3 separate regions of the Anas platyrhynchos genome follow, and all the other regions are linked to region 3. A link is a contact called in public Hi-C data. All regions are on one chromosome and are shown on one strand. The core of a region is the stretch at or near the end of the contact, and the rest is flanking DNA. Distances in the headings are between cores, read along the strand shown. Region 1 holds the start of MOV10 (Mov10 RNA helicase). Region 2 holds the start of PPM1J (protein phosphatase, Mg2+/Mn2+ dependent 1J). Region 3 has its middle 18 kb from the start of SLC16A1.

What was found. Hi-C and Micro-C count contacts between places; a contact is called where the count stands out from the background.
Region 1: a Hi-C map of skeletal muscle shows a contact between it and region 3, with 2.7 times the contacts expected there. The contact joins the promoter of MOV10 here to the enhancer-like site in region 3. A contact is called at or near these places in 3 of 8 Hi-C or Micro-C datasets (F5 follicle, skeletal muscle and subcutaneous adipose tissue).
Region 2: a Hi-C map of subcutaneous adipose tissue shows a contact between it and region 3, with 1.6 times the contacts expected there. The contact joins the promoter of PPM1J here to the enhancer-like site in region 3. A contact is called at or near these places in 4 of 8 Hi-C or Micro-C datasets (liver, skeletal muscle and subcutaneous adipose tissue).

What each region holds. Positions count from the first base shown.
Region 1 is chr27:7,361,062-7,365,636 of IASCAAS_PekinDuck_T2T, reverse strand. It overlaps MOV10 (Mov10 RNA helicase), which reads left to right and starts at 3,141. Exons shown (of 21, transcript XM_027444915.3): 1 at 3,141-3,672; 2 at 4,353-4,449. The coding sequence starts at 3,539. LOC110351673 (a long non-coding RNA gene) reads right to left here and starts at 3,008. Exons shown (of 4, transcript XR_011805115.1): 1 at 2,870-3,008; 2 at 1,405-1,537. It overlaps CAPZA1 (capping actin protein of muscle Z-line subunit alpha 1), which reads left to right. Exons shown (of 10, transcript XM_027444921.3): 10 at 1-1,397. The coding sequence ends at 66.
Region 2 is chr27:7,338,112-7,342,823 of IASCAAS_PekinDuck_T2T, reverse strand. It overlaps PPM1J (protein phosphatase, Mg2+/Mn2+ dependent 1J), which reads right to left and starts at 3,415. Exons shown (of 11, transcript XM_072028534.1): 1 at 3,303-3,415; 2 at 3,087-3,119; 3 at 1,696-1,822; 4 at 1,130-1,453; 5 at 587-699. The coding sequence starts at 3,385.
Region 3 is chr27:7,256,548-7,261,132 of IASCAAS_PekinDuck_T2T, reverse strand. No RefSeq gene overlaps it. Among named protein-coding and RNA genes, the nearest start is that of SLC16A1, 18 kb to the right of the region's middle. Within about 2 kb of position 2,087, at least 4 of the 8 cell types and tissues checked have an H3K27ac peak or open chromatin away from gene starts, as enhancers often do. A contact at or near this core is called in subcutaneous adipose tissue, where this site is marked.

The DNA of each region.
Region 1 (4,575 bases), core at 1,892-4,391, 100 kb before region 3:
CGCACCAAGATAGACTGGAACAAAATCCTCAGCTACAAGATTGGCAAAGAAATGCAGAATGCTTAATGTGGAAATAAGGAGATTTATGAAATGTTTGTGTGCAAAAAACAAATGTGGTCCTATGCCAAGTAGATGGTTTCTAAACCAGTGCAGCATTTTTCTAGGGCTTTCAAAGTTAACAGGTTTTCTAGCCTCAGAGAAAACTGTGGAACAAATAGCGTTGTCTTTGTGTTTTGTGTTTCCTGCCGCATAAACTTCCTATTGTGACTGCATATACTGATAGGTTGTTTTAATTAAACCACATTCATGGTTCAGAAGTTTAGCTGTTTTCAATCACTAATTGTACTGGTTGGAAAACTTCCTAGCTGGAAAAGCCCTACTATAAATACAGCTGAGGGTGCAGTGCATTTCCTTCACCTGTATACAGCACTCCAGGTACTCCAGTAAGTTTGTCAAATCTGCCAACAGCTCAAGGCGCTATGCTGCAAGATATAGTAATGCAAGAGACAGTAAGTGCTCCTATGTATCCTTACTACTGACCTCCACAAAGCAAGAAGCCTGTAGGCTTAAGTTTTACTATACAAAATGAGTTTACAAAATCCATTACGGAAATCCCTTACAAAGCCAGCTCTTCCAGGGTCTCTTTTTAATCTGAAGTTTTGAGCCACATTCTCTGAAAGCGAACGTTTTTGCTCTTCTTTCCCTCGTGTATGTACGGTTATGGGACATCTGCATTTTTACAGACTGCAAGCGTCTGTGTTGGATCGCTGCTGATCCATATAGACTGGATGAAGATTAAAATGCAAGTGTCTACAGAATAATAGGTGTGTTGCGCTTTAATGCTTTGTGGCAGGTTCATAGAATTTGTATCACAGGTGTATGGATGGATAGTGTACAAAATAAATAAACTTGTACCAAAGTGAGAGAAATAACCTTTCCATTTTGTCTCTATTGTGGCCAGTTTCTTGTCATACTTAATGGGAGATTCTGGAATTAATCACTTCATTGCTCTCTAACTGCTTGCTCTGTGTTACTTTGCTTTTCTGTAAAATCAAGAATAGGTCCTATCAGTTTCTCTTAAGGGGAGGTTGAAGAGGCACGTGTATGCTTTCCTCAATTCAAACCTGGAAAGTTGATCCATTGCAAAGTGAAACCCCTCTGGTTAACTCACTTTTCTTTGTTTACACTTGGTTATCACTGGGCCTTTTTGCAGGTTCTGTTTTTTAAACTGGTTAGCGTCTTCCTGTTTTTTAGTACACAAAGAAAGGGGTTGAGAAGATAGGGATGTAACTGCCTGTGCATTATGCTGGAGGTTTTGCACAGTGATGCCACAAAATAAGTGTCTACCCTGTGTGAGAAATTTTGTCAAAATAAAATATATTTGTATTTGCTGTTGAGACTGACCTTTCATCCTGCAGGCATCCTCTGTATAGTCTAGTAGAAATACACGGGTCTTTGTTTTAAAGCCATTTGTGTCTGTTCTTTCATGGTCTCACTTCTGTTAATGCCTGGGGAAGGCAGAAGTGCAGGTGGCAGCCTGAAAGCAGGGATGGGAGCGTTTGCAAACCTTCAGACAGTGCTCACATCCTGGTACACAGACCTGGGAACTGGGGGTCTAAGAAATTTTAGGTTGAAAGAAAAATAATCACACTGCTCTAATGAAGCACTTCACCTGGGTAAAACCTAAGTGGTTTTTGCTAATCACCTGGGTCTCGTTGCAACACCTCATAGCCTCTTACATTCCACTTTTGAAACTCATTGCAGGACACACGCACGTATAACATGGGAACAGTACAGCGGGAAGGGATCTTCAAAAATCATCTAGTCCATACACCCCGTGTCAGTTGCATTAGACAAAACAAGGCTGCCTGAGTGCTAGTGGGAGTTCTTGTCCTCAGCTCGGTTTGCACACAGCTGTGCTAAGAGCAACTCAAGGACAGCACTTCTATCACCAGCATCTGTAGCAACCGTTTCCTCCCTGCAGCTTGGAGATGAAAGGTGTGGATGAGTGCCGAAGGTGCTGTGGGCTGTGGCCCCAACCAGGCAAACGCTGCAGGAATTCCAGCAATGCGAGGCTGAGGGTTTGGGGGGGGGGAGAGGGGGCTGAGATAACTGTGCACACAGCAGAGTTTTTATCTACCAGCACAGCCTGTTTCAAGGCTAGTCTTTAACCGATCCTAGTTTGTTAAATTGGGAGGAGTTCACCCCCACTCATTCCAGTCTGAAGACAATTTTTTATCTCCCTGCCCTTCTCAAACTTCAGCTAGCCAACTTTCAGGGCCAGCTCATTCCCCCACCTACCTCCTCACCCTTCTCCCTCAGCAGCCTTCTCCGCAGCAGCCTCAGCTGTCCCACTCTCAGCTACTTCCCAGCTCCTTGGAGGAACAAAATTCAGCGCTGCAACTCACTGCAACCGAGCCGCTGAGCAATTGCCAGCGGTGACACACTCTAAAGCTGTTTGCTGTTCTCTGCTCAGGCCCTGAGGTTTCAGGTGAGACCAAGGCCAGCTAGAGGCTGACTCCTCCAGGCTCTATTCACCAGCCAGAGCCTGACCCCAGGCCCAGCACAGCAAGCAGGCACCGCAGCTCAACCAAGCCAGGGCAGCTGAGCACAGCCTGCCACAGAAAGAGCTTTCCTAGCTATTTGTGAGCTCAAAGCTTAAAGTTCCAGGATTCCGCCAGCAAAACGCGACAAAAAGGCTTACAGGCAACTTCTCCAAAAGTGACATCCATCTTTCTGAAGCCTCAGCGCCCTCCCACAGTGTGGGAGCCCTACCCCAGCACCCTCCCGCAGCCCCCGCTATCAGCAGCAGTGCTTGAGTCACAAAACCACTCGCCCAGCCCCGGGGAGGTGAAGGCAGCAGACTTACCCCGGCGTCCTTTGGCTGCAGAGAGCACGAGCAGCGCCGCGAGCAGTCCCAGAGCCCGAGACCGTTTTACCAAAGCAAACCGAGGATCCCCACCCTTAGCTAGGCTGGAGAGCTCCAGCACGACAAAGCAGAGGCAAAGCCCAACACAGAGCCCGGCCGGTGCTGCCGCTGCCCTATTTATACAGAGCAGCTGCGGGAGCCCTGGGAGCTCTCCCCCCGTCGTTGGCTCGAGTGATGCCGCGCACCTGGGCGCTGCCCCTGCCCTCGGAGCTCTGGCAGCGACCCCGGCTGCCCCCCCCTGCCCGACGGGGCGCCCGCAGGGCTGGCCCGGCCCCGGCATTGCCGCTGCCCCCCGCTCCCGGCGGCTGCGGCGGGGGCTCAGCCCCGGGACCCCCCCCATCGGGGGGCCGGGCGGGGGATGTGGGACCAGGGGTCGGGATCGGGGTCGAGGCCGGGCCCGGGGGGGGCGGCGGAGAGGCCCTGGGCGGGGGCAGCGCCCCCACGGCCCGGCCCCGGTCCCAAGCGGGCGGGCCCGTGGGGCTCAGCCCCTTTCGCTTTCGTTTCTCCCTGCGGAGCCAGCCCCAGCCCGGCACGTCCCGGCTCAGCTCGGCACGTCCCAGGGCTCAGCACATCCCGGCTCGGCTCGGCACGTCCCGGCTCGGCTCGGCCATGCCGCGGTTCAGCGTGGCGGAGGCGAGGCGCTGCGGGGAGCAGTTCGTGCAATTCCTGCGGGACACGGGCCGGGAGCAGGAGAACCGCCGGGACGCGCTGCGCACCATCTACGGCGGCGAGTTCCGCGCCAGGTGAGCGCCGGGACCCCCCCCCCGGGGGGGGCTGGACGGAGCCCCCAGCGCTGCCGAGCCCCCGGAGAGGGGGATCCCGGAGCCCCAAACCCCAAAGCGCCGGGGCCCGGCTCTCCCGGGCGGCCGCTCCCCCTGGGGACCGCTCCGTTCACCGGCCCCGTGCCCCCGCTCCCCTCCGCCTCCCCCCGGACGATCCCGGCTGCGGGGACCCCCCCGTAGCCCCCCGAGCACGGCCGGGGCACCGCACGCCCCCTCCTCGCCCGCTGGCCCCAGGGCAATGTCCCCGCCGTTCACCAGCGTTCGCTGCGCTGCGGGAGGAGCTGCGGGGGGCGCCGCAGCCGGGGAGCCCCCCCCGTCCATGCAGGTGCCCCCTGGGCAGCCCCCGCTGCCGAGGATCCGGGGCCGGGGCCGCCCCTGCACAGACAGGGGCCAGGAAGCCGTGTGGTGTCGTGGCACAGCGCGGTGCTGCCCGAGCAGCCTGCGGGGACAGAGGGTTTGCTACATCTGGGGGGCCGGTGGAAAAACCCCGGTCCTTTTCCCTCTCCTTCCATCCCCCAAAACAGAGGGAATGTCTGGGGTGAGGGGCCCGGCTTCACCCCCTTCCTCCCCGCACCTCCCAGCTCCCCAGTGCCCAGCCCTTCTCGTCTCCACTTGAAACCTTCTCTCTCTTCTGTGTGCAGGACTGACACAAAGATGCCCAGTTTCTCTTGCATCTTGTACGCCCTGAGGGTGACCCACCAGGCTCAGGTGCACGGGGAGTCCGTGCACTTCAAGAAGGTGAGGGAGGGCCTGGGCTGGGGCCGTGCCGCAGCTCCCACAGCCCTAGGAATGGGCTCAACAGGAGCCCCCAGCCCCCGGCAGGACCCGGGCACGCACTGGGGGCCTGTGCCCGGCACCACGCTG
Region 2 (4,712 bases), core at 2,166-4,665, 80 kb before region 3:
GCTGCACACAGGACAGGCAGAAGCCACCAGCGGCAGGACGGGGGTGCAAGCGCCCAGCCCGAACCCACAGCAGTGCTGCGGGTTAAAAAAGTGTTTGATGGGTTACTGATGGCTGCTTATGAGATGTTTCTGGAGGTCTGGGGGCACCGAGGATCTGATACCCGTGACCTATCTGCCCCACTCGCTGTCCTGTCAAGGGCTGCAAGTCCCCTCCAGGGACCCAGCCCCACGGCACCCCACGGCCGACTGGCAGAGGCTGAGCACAATCCCTGCTCATCGCCTCCAGCCTCTGCTCGCGGCTCCTGCCCACGCCACTCTGCACATCCCCAGCAGCAAGGCACCGAGATCTCCTCCGCCATCCCAGGGCAAGAAGCGTTCAAACCAGCTTCGCCCTCCTGCTGGACGTCCTGCAGCCCCTCAGCACACCAGGCAAACGTGGAGAGCACGGCGAGGCACGGCACGGCACGGCACGCTGTCCTCAGGGCTCATGATCAGGCTGCTCCTGCCCTCCCCCAGACAGCCCCAGCTCCTCACCGCCCTGAAACGGGGGCAAGCCCTGGTACGGGGGGAAGGCCGGGGGCTGTACCTGCTGTCACCAGCGTTGGCCACGTAGAACTTGCCCATGAGGTAGACGGCGGCCAGGGCACAGCAGCCCCCGGAGATGCTCTGGGATGCCCGCTCCTGCTCGATCTGGTCATCCTGGGGAGACAGAGAGCGGGTCTGGGCAGCACGAGCAGCAGCCCCTGCCAGCAAGCAGAGGTCCAGGCAGCCCAAAATAGCATCCTGCTGCTCCGGCAGGCTGTGGCCGGGCACCTCGCCCCACACAGCCTGGGGTCCTGTGGGCAGCAGGGGCACAGCTTCCCTGGGGCTGTGGAGAGGGCAGGAGAGAACAAGACGGGAGGGGACTGCTGGAACGAAGTGCGACCAAATCCTGCACCCACACAGGCCCCGAGCCCAAAGCCTCTGTGCTCTGAACCCCTGAAACAGGGGACAGCAGCACACCAGGGCAGGAGCCGCCCTGCCAGGAGTCCTCGTTGCAGACCTGCCTCCTGCTGGAGGGGGCAGAAAGCAAAGCAAACGCCCCCAGCCAGCACCCAGCGGGTGTCCCCGCAGGCTGGGGATCACTCACCATGTGCTTGAAGGCGTTCTCGATGGCACCGATCACCAGGCTCTCATGAGACACTGCTTTCTCCAGGTGAAAGCGTGGCAGGGCATCGCTGGGGACCTCTCCGTTGTCCTCTGTGAGGGGCGCCCGGCTCAGCTCGGCTGCGCCAGCCCTGGCGTCGTGCTGGAGGCAGATGGGAGGCGGGGAGGGGTCCTGCAGGATGTCCACCAGGTCCCGGAGCTGCTCGCAGATGTGCAGGTGGAGCCTTTTGGATGCCATGACGGCAGCGCCGCTGCCCGCGTGGCCATCAAACAAAGCCCAGTAGTGGAAATAAAATCCCTTCCTGCCCTGCGGGGAGAGAGAGGAAGGTTCAGCGAGTGCTGTGGGGAAGCAGACAGTGGGGAGCGGGGAGTGGGGGCTCTGCCTTGCGTGTCCCAGCCCTGCACTGACACCCAGCACCGTCTCCGGCAGCTGGCTCCTTGGGGACAGCCCGCAGGGGCACGTTGGCCAGTGCCTCCCAGTGCCAGCCAGCCCCAGTCCAGCAGCAGGGCACAGCAGCTGCTGTGGCTCTCCCCCCGTGCGGCTCTCACCCCATCCAGCTCCCTGCTGCCATCCCCGGAGGGTTGGCGGCCCCTGGGGCTTGGCCTCCTCTCCACAAACACCACCTCACAGCACGCCTGGTCCTCGTTGTGCTGGCTCTTCCCCGCATTTATCACCCTGCAAGGAGGGAAGGAGGTGTTAAGGCTCGCTCTTTCGCACCCAAAATATCAGGTTTTGCCCATGGATACTCCAGAAAACCCGACCCTAATTCACTGGCTGAGAACAGGGGTGAGCCAGGCTCCTGGCCATGGCAGAGGCTCCCCCAGCAGCACCTCACCCCCTTGTCCCCATTCCTGTCCCCATCCCTGCTCCTCACAGGGGCTCCCATCCCATCCCACACAGCAGCAGCGAGGTGAGCAGAGGTCCCAGACCTGGAGCAGTGGCAGCGCTCGGTCCCCCTGCGGGGAGGTGGCCAAAAAAAGGTGGCCTTGCTGCAGGTCCCCACCGCTGCCCCAAGCAGAGAAAGTGCCTGAAAACCTGCACAGCCTCTGCACACACACAGCCAGCCTGGGCTCAGACACTGCGAGGGGATTTTGGCCTCATCGCCAGAGCAGCACCGCTCAGAGGGCGCAGGTGGCTCAGAGGGGAGGAGATGAAAATGAAACCAGCAGAACTTTTGCAGAACGACTCGCATCGACTTTTTGCAGCTTCTGCTGGCAAAGCAGATTTCAGCTCCAGATTGCCAAACCTGCTCACGGGGCGGGGGGGGAAGGCAGTAAATGTGCACAAGAGCTATTTGGGCACGGACTTTTCAAGCGGTTTGCAGAAAGAAGTCTTGGGACACAAAGAGAAGTCCTGGTGCTGAGCAGAGGGCGGGTTGCCTTCGTTCCCCCCCGGAGCTTGCAAAGTTCCTGCTCTGCAGAGATCGAGCACGGGGCACTCCTCCCCCAGCAGCTCCCCGGCCAGCTGGCACCTCGGGGGGCTCCCAAGGCCCCGGGTGGACCCGGCTGCGTGCGGGATGCGGGAGCAGAGCGGTGTCACCGAGCAGTACCGGCAGCCTTGCCACCTGCCTTCAGCTCGGGGGCGAAACTCCCCCCCCAGTAAAAGGAGAAGAGAAGCGGGGCCCTCGGAGGGGAAGTGGGAGTCAGGTCCTGCTCCCAAACCAGCTTCAATTCCCTCCTCCCCCCTCCCGGGACCTGCTCGAGCAGTTCCTTCCCCCCGGTGTCGGTTCCCGGTCGGTGACAGCGGCACCGGGCACATCGGTGCCAAAACCAGCGGAGCTGGGAACACGGCGTTCACCACCCCCCCGGCTTCCCCCCACCCATCCCATCCCTCCCCCGGCCCCGACCCATCCCTAACACCCCCAGGGGCATCTCGCACAACCGTTAACGGGCGGTGGGGTCCAGCCCCGCGCCCCCCCCCAACCCCCAGCCCCTCTCACTCGGCGTAGCCCGTGCTCCAGGGCAGGCGGCGGCGGCCGTCGCGGGGGCTCTGCACGGCCCTGCCCGTGTGGTCGTCGGCCCGGCGCAGCTCCTCGGGCGTCAGCTGCAGGAAGGCCGGCCGGCAAAACAACGCCGCTGCCCCCCCGCTGCCACCACCGCCACCGCCACCGCCGCCGCCGCCGGTCCCCGCTCCGCCGCCGCCGCCGCCGCGCCGGGGCTCGGCCGGGGGCTGCGCGCCCGCCCCGGGGCCCAGCCCGGCCACCAGGTGCCCCACCGCCGAGCGCACCCGCAGCAGCATGCCGGGCCCAGCCGTGCCGAGCCGAGCCGAGCCCGGTCCCACCGCCCCGCCCCGAGTCCCGCCCCGGTACCGGGGCCGCCGCCGCCACCGCCCTCCCCCGGCGGGAGCCGCGCTCCGGGAGATGCTGCAGCGCCCCCCGGGGTGCCCGCAGGCTGGGTTAGCCCCGGGTTAGCCCCGCTGCCGGCACCCCGGCTCCTGCCCAACGCGGAGTCGGGACCGGGGGGAGGCGAGGTCAGTGCCGCAGCCCCCCCGGGGCGCAGCTGGGGACCCCCGGCGGGCAGCTCGCCGCTCCTCCCGGTGCTCCTCCCGGTGCTCCTCCCGGTGCTCCTCCCGCTGCCAGCCCCGCAGCAGCCTGCACGGTGTGGGGCAGCGGCCGGCAGCGCTGGGAGAGGCCGCGGGAGGCGCAGGAGCAGCAGGGAAAGGGACACGCGTGTGCTGCCCGCCGGCTCCCCCTGCCCACGCGTGCCCGCTGCCCTCCCCGTGCTGTGCCGGTGAGCGGGGGGGCGTCCAGCCTGGTGCTCCCCGGGCTGCAGCAAAGCCACCTACTCCGCCACGGCATCTGCTTCCCGAGGCAGGTGCTTTGTCACTCTCCCTGCGCTCCCCGGTGAAACCCAACCCACTCGCAATCGCGCCAGGCTATTAATAACGAGCCAGCCTGCAGAGGAGCTGCCGTGACTCAGGGCTGGGAGCAGAACCTCTTCCTTCCACTCAGGCTGCAAGAGGCCAGCCCTGGCTGAGCCGGGGTAACGCGCTCCCGCTGGAGGAGCTGGCAGTTCTGGCACAGCCTGACCTCAGCACCTGCCTTCCTCTGGGTTCCTATGACAACAACAACAAAAAAAAAAAACGCTGAAAAAACACCATGTTGCCCTGCTGTAAAGCAAAATTGAGTTCGTTTGCAAGGACCTGCGTGCTCCAGTGCCCTCGGTTCTCCAAGGGAACTGCTTTCTTCCTTTCTGTACAGGTCTTCCGTGCTGCAAGGTCTGAGCAGAAGCACCTCACTGCTAGCTCCATAAAGCTCTGAGTGCTTTAGCCTGCACTCTTGGCTAGATCTTGCTTAATTATAGCAGACTGTTAAGGTCAACCTATGGATGCTATTCAGCACTCCCTGTATTCCTTTTATCCCTAGCTTCAAGTTACTCAGCAGTCTGTCACATTAAGGTCCCCGCACACCCAGACTCGTACCTCCCTTCCCAGTCTGCTTTCTGATGCCTACTCTCAACGCCCCTGTTTGAAGCTCTTGCTTCATTTCTTGCCTTCTTTTGCACCACCTGGGTGTCCCCGCTGTTGTTTGCCTCCAATTCATTTATCCCCTGCTCTTTCTCCCACC
Region 3 (4,585 bases), core at 838-3,337:
CAGTCTCAGTTGAAAGCCGGGTAAATCTGCTCCCTCCATGCAGATAAAAGCAATGAAGATATCAGAGATGTGACACACCACAGTGTGGGACTTGACTCTTCATTACTGAGTCATCAGACTGCAGAATTGATTCCATTTTCACAGGGTTTATTGTAGTTCAAAGCCTGGTTGGCTTTACCGTTTCATTGTCTGCGGGCTCCGGGTGCTCCTGAGACAGACATGAAAGGATGAGGAGCGCCGGTGGGGTCAGCGGAGGGCTCAGGAGCACACCAGCGCCGCGGGTGCAGGAGCGCATCCATGAGAGCCCCGTCAGAGCGATGGTGCCCGGCTTATTCAGGCCGAGGGGATGTTTCCTGGGCCTCAGAGAGATGCAGGAAGGAACAAGCTGTGAAGGAGCTGGGGATGTGTGCAGGGCGGCCCCGGTCACCCCGAATTCAGATGGGTCCCCTGCAGGGCACCTCGCTGTGCAGCCACCGGGGCAGCCCCGAGCCCAGAGGGACCTTCCCTCGTCCAGCACCACTGGACGTCTGGATGTCTCAGGGAAATGTGTTTTTTTTTTTTCTTCTAGTCATGCAATTAAAACAAATTTTAAAGGAAAATTGAGGCTAGTCCCAAATGAGGGCTCTTGTCTGGAGAGTGAATTGAAATATTTCATTTCTTCCCTTAATTTCTGCTCCATCAGATTAGTTCCTAGCAGGGTCTTGCTCAACCACTTCTCCTGATTGTTAATTTCCATTTACCCGCAGAGAGGGGGGCTCTGGGGCTGCTCACAGAGGAGGTAAAACAAACCTCTGAATTTGACTTACACAACTGGTTGATGTGAGCAGCACCCACGGGGTCACCACGTTGGCTCCTGAGCCAGGCAACCCTGCAGGCAGAGGTGCTTGTGGTGACGGCCCCGTACCCGGCCTGCTCGGTGCCCCCACCAGCACGGACAGACCGGGGGGTCCCAACGGGCTGGGTGCTAGGCGAGGAGCTCCCCACACCCCTCACCCCTCACCCCTGCATGTTTTAGCTGTGTGCTTCTGGTGGCAGGACTGAGAGCAAGCCCACATGATGCATGACTCTCCTCACCCCGCGCAAGTTCAATCTCTGCAGGCTGCAAAAACGTGATTAAAAAACAATTACCCCCAAACTGCATTCAATTAGGCTGCGGGGAGTGCTGAGCTCTGCAGATAGACGCGATGAGGGACACGCCAACCTCCCCTGGGCTGGCAAACGCCGTCACGCCGCCCTCCGCTCCCCGGGGCCATGGGCAGCCCCCGGCCCCCTGAGCAGGGGAGATGGAAACATGGAAACGAGGCGCTGCTCTTTTATTGCAAACAATTAAATTCACACACACACATAAAAAAAAAAAAAAAAAAAAAAAACCAACAACAACAAAAAAAAAAACAGGCTCATTCCAATGCGCAACGTGCAGCCTTTAATTAAATTTCAAACACATTTCATTTACCGTCAAATCCCCCGCCCCCCAATTTCGGAGCAATTCCCCAGCGGCCCCTGCCCGGCTGCGAGCTGCGGGAGCGGCGGCCGCCAGGGGGAGCCCCGTGCCCGGCACGGCCCGGTTCTTCCCGGTTCTTCCCGGTTCTGCCCGGTTCTGCCCGGTTCTGCCCGGTTCTTCCCGGTTCTGCCCGATTCTGCCCTGTTTTGCCCGGTTCTGCCCGGTTCTTCCCGGTTCTGCCCGGTTCTGCCCGGTTCTGCCCGGTTCAGCCCAGCCCCAGCCTTTGCCGCCCAGCACAGCCCAGCCACCGATGCTTGTCCCCGAGTATCCGTGGCCAGCCCCGCAGCCGGCAGCACGCAGACCCTCGAGCCTCTCAGTAATTAAATTCAGATTGAGCCAGGGAGACCCGTCGTGGGGCAGCGCGGAGTGAAAGCTGCTTTTCAGCTGCCACCAGCCCAGGAGGGATGAGCAGGGCATGCACCGTGGCTGCAGGAGGCGAAGTGCTTCCCAGGCAGGCTCTGCTGGTTCACAGCGGGGCACATCGCCTCCATGGTCCCCGTGTGCCCAGGGGATGCTGGCCCTACAGCACAGCGGGGTCCCAGGAGCAGCTCCCCAGCTGCTGCCGCACGCTGGGTGCAGGACAGGCTCCAGGCACAGGCAGGCGAGCAGCTGAGGCTCCGGCCCCAGCGGCTGCGGGCACGCTCAGGACGGGTCCGGGCCCATCACGGGGCCGGTTCAGCCGCTTCCCACCACACGTAGCCACGGCATGAAGCTCAGATGGGATCGGCCTGCCCACAGCGGGGCCCCCACCCCCTGCACCTTTTTGGCTCAGAGGCACAGCGAGCACCCCACACACAGCAGCAGCACCAGCTCCTGCCCTGGGCACAGCCACGCGCCCCCCGACCTGAGACCCTGCAGATGGGGCCACTTCTCCAGCCCGCAGAGCTGCGAGATGCACCTGAGCAACACGAGGCCACCACGGTTTGCAGGAAGCAGAGCAAAGGTCTTGAAAAAGCAGGGGAAAAGCCTGGGCAAAGTGCAGCGGAGAGTGTCCTTGGCTGTGTTTGCAGTGAGCACAGCCCATCCAGCCCCACAGGAGAGCCACCCGCTGGGGCTTGCGCTGCTCTCTGCAGCCACCTCTCGCTGCCATGCAACAACTGAGCATCACTCATCTCCTCCTTAATGGATCCATGACACCGGCAAAGGGCTCTCATTAACAGAATATAATGCGCAGTGAAAATAATTGATGATCATCTTGTAACAATTGATTATCTGTCCACTGTAATGCTGCTTTGCTCATACGGTAAGGGGAAATCGCTTTTCCCTGCTCAGCGCAGAGCAGGCAGCCAAGCACACAGCCGTGTCCGTTCCTGCCCATCTCCCCCGTGCTGCAGGCACAGCACCACAGCCGGCGAGCCCCCGGGGCTCTGCGTGCACCCAGTGAGGCAGCCCCCGTGCACCAGGACAGCCTGGCACAGCTCATCCATCCCCTGGCACACACAGGACAGTGCAGACACCTGGCATCCACACGAGTCTGGCATGGGGGCGGCCTGTGGCCCCCATCTCAGCCTTGGCTAGACACGGTTTTCCAGCAGGCTGCCCTCTGGCCAAGCAGCCCTCCCACCTCCTCTCGCCAGCACAGCATCAGCATAACGCCTGCCAGTGTCTTCACAGGGCGGCTGGGAACAGAGAAGGTTGTTTGCAGAGCAGCAGCCCTGACTGCTCAGCCGGAGCTGCAGACTCAGCAGAACTCAAATCTCCCGAAAAACCTGAATAAACTCCCCTGTGCCCAGAGCTGGACCCATGCGGCGGGCAGGGACCCAGATCCTCTCCTCATGCTTGTCACATGAATGAGCTCTGCAGCTGGGCTCACGCCTTTCATCTCGGAAGGGGATTGTGTGTATTATGGGGAGGATTAGGCTGTTTCGGGAGGCCAGGAGGATCTGTGCGTGCAAGGCTCCAGGGCTGCTGCAGGGAGCGGGGCTCAGCCCCTGCCTGCCCGTCCTGGCCTGCTGCGACCTGGTGGGGAGGGCGCTGCCTTCACCCCTGCTCCTGCCCAGCACAGGCAGCAGAGCTCCTGGAGAGGTTTTGCCTCTGTGGGGTCACCAGGACCTCACCCCGCATTCTCCAAATCACCTGGAAGAGGCCAGGCAGCAGGGATGTGGAGACAAAGGGCTGGCAGGACCAAGCCTTCCTGACCCCAGTCCTTCCAGCCTGGTATCCCCTGCTGCGGGGCTGCTGCTGCTCGCTCTCCCCACCCCACACGAGCTGCCCCAGCCCTGGCAGAGCCCCCCCGGGTGCCGTGGCCAGCAGCTGGCAGAGGTCCCGGCTCCTGGCCGCCAGCCGGAGCCCCCGCCCCAGCCACCGCTGAGCATTTCTGGTCAGAGACCTCAGAGGTCTGGGAAAACAAACTACATGGGAATTAGCTCCCAAGTATTTCCTCAATTCTACCTGCTATGAAGAGAATTTTATTTTGCTTCCCCCAGGCGGAAGGAAGGCAGCTTGACAGAGGGTTTCAAGGAAATCTGTGCAATAACTCACACAGCCCAGCCTCACAGAGCCGCAGCGGGGGGCATGCACAGCGCTGACCCCAGAGCACCCTTCAGGTAGCCCCATCCCGCACCCACCACAGGCTTTTTGTGGCCCCCAGGAGAAACAGCCCCTCAGCAGCACTCTGCTTCGCAGCCACCCTTTGCTCCCGGCCTGGATGTGACTAATTGTGGCACTGTGACTAATTGGGGCACCGCTCCCTCCTCAAGGCCCCAGCCCCCAGGGAGGAGCAGGGTGAGGAGGCAGCGCTGGGGCCGGGCGTGCTGCGGGGCAGAGTCCACGCAGGCTGCGGTGCCCATCACGCACCAGCCACCCGCACCACAGGGCAGCAGTGCCCGTGCCTCACAAGTGATTGATTATGGGATCCATTAATTACAGGATCCCAGCCTGAGTCACTGCATTGCCCAAGCAGGGCAGCACTCCTCCCCAAACCACACGCACCCCCTCCTCCCCCAGCACCAAGGCCTCAGGATGGAGTGGGTGAGGGCAGGCCCGGTGGGGCTGACACAGGGTCCTGAGGGACACATGGGGCAGAAGCCACCCCTAGAAAACAGAGGTTTTAGTAAGAAGGCCTTATCAGCTAGCCAAGTCAAA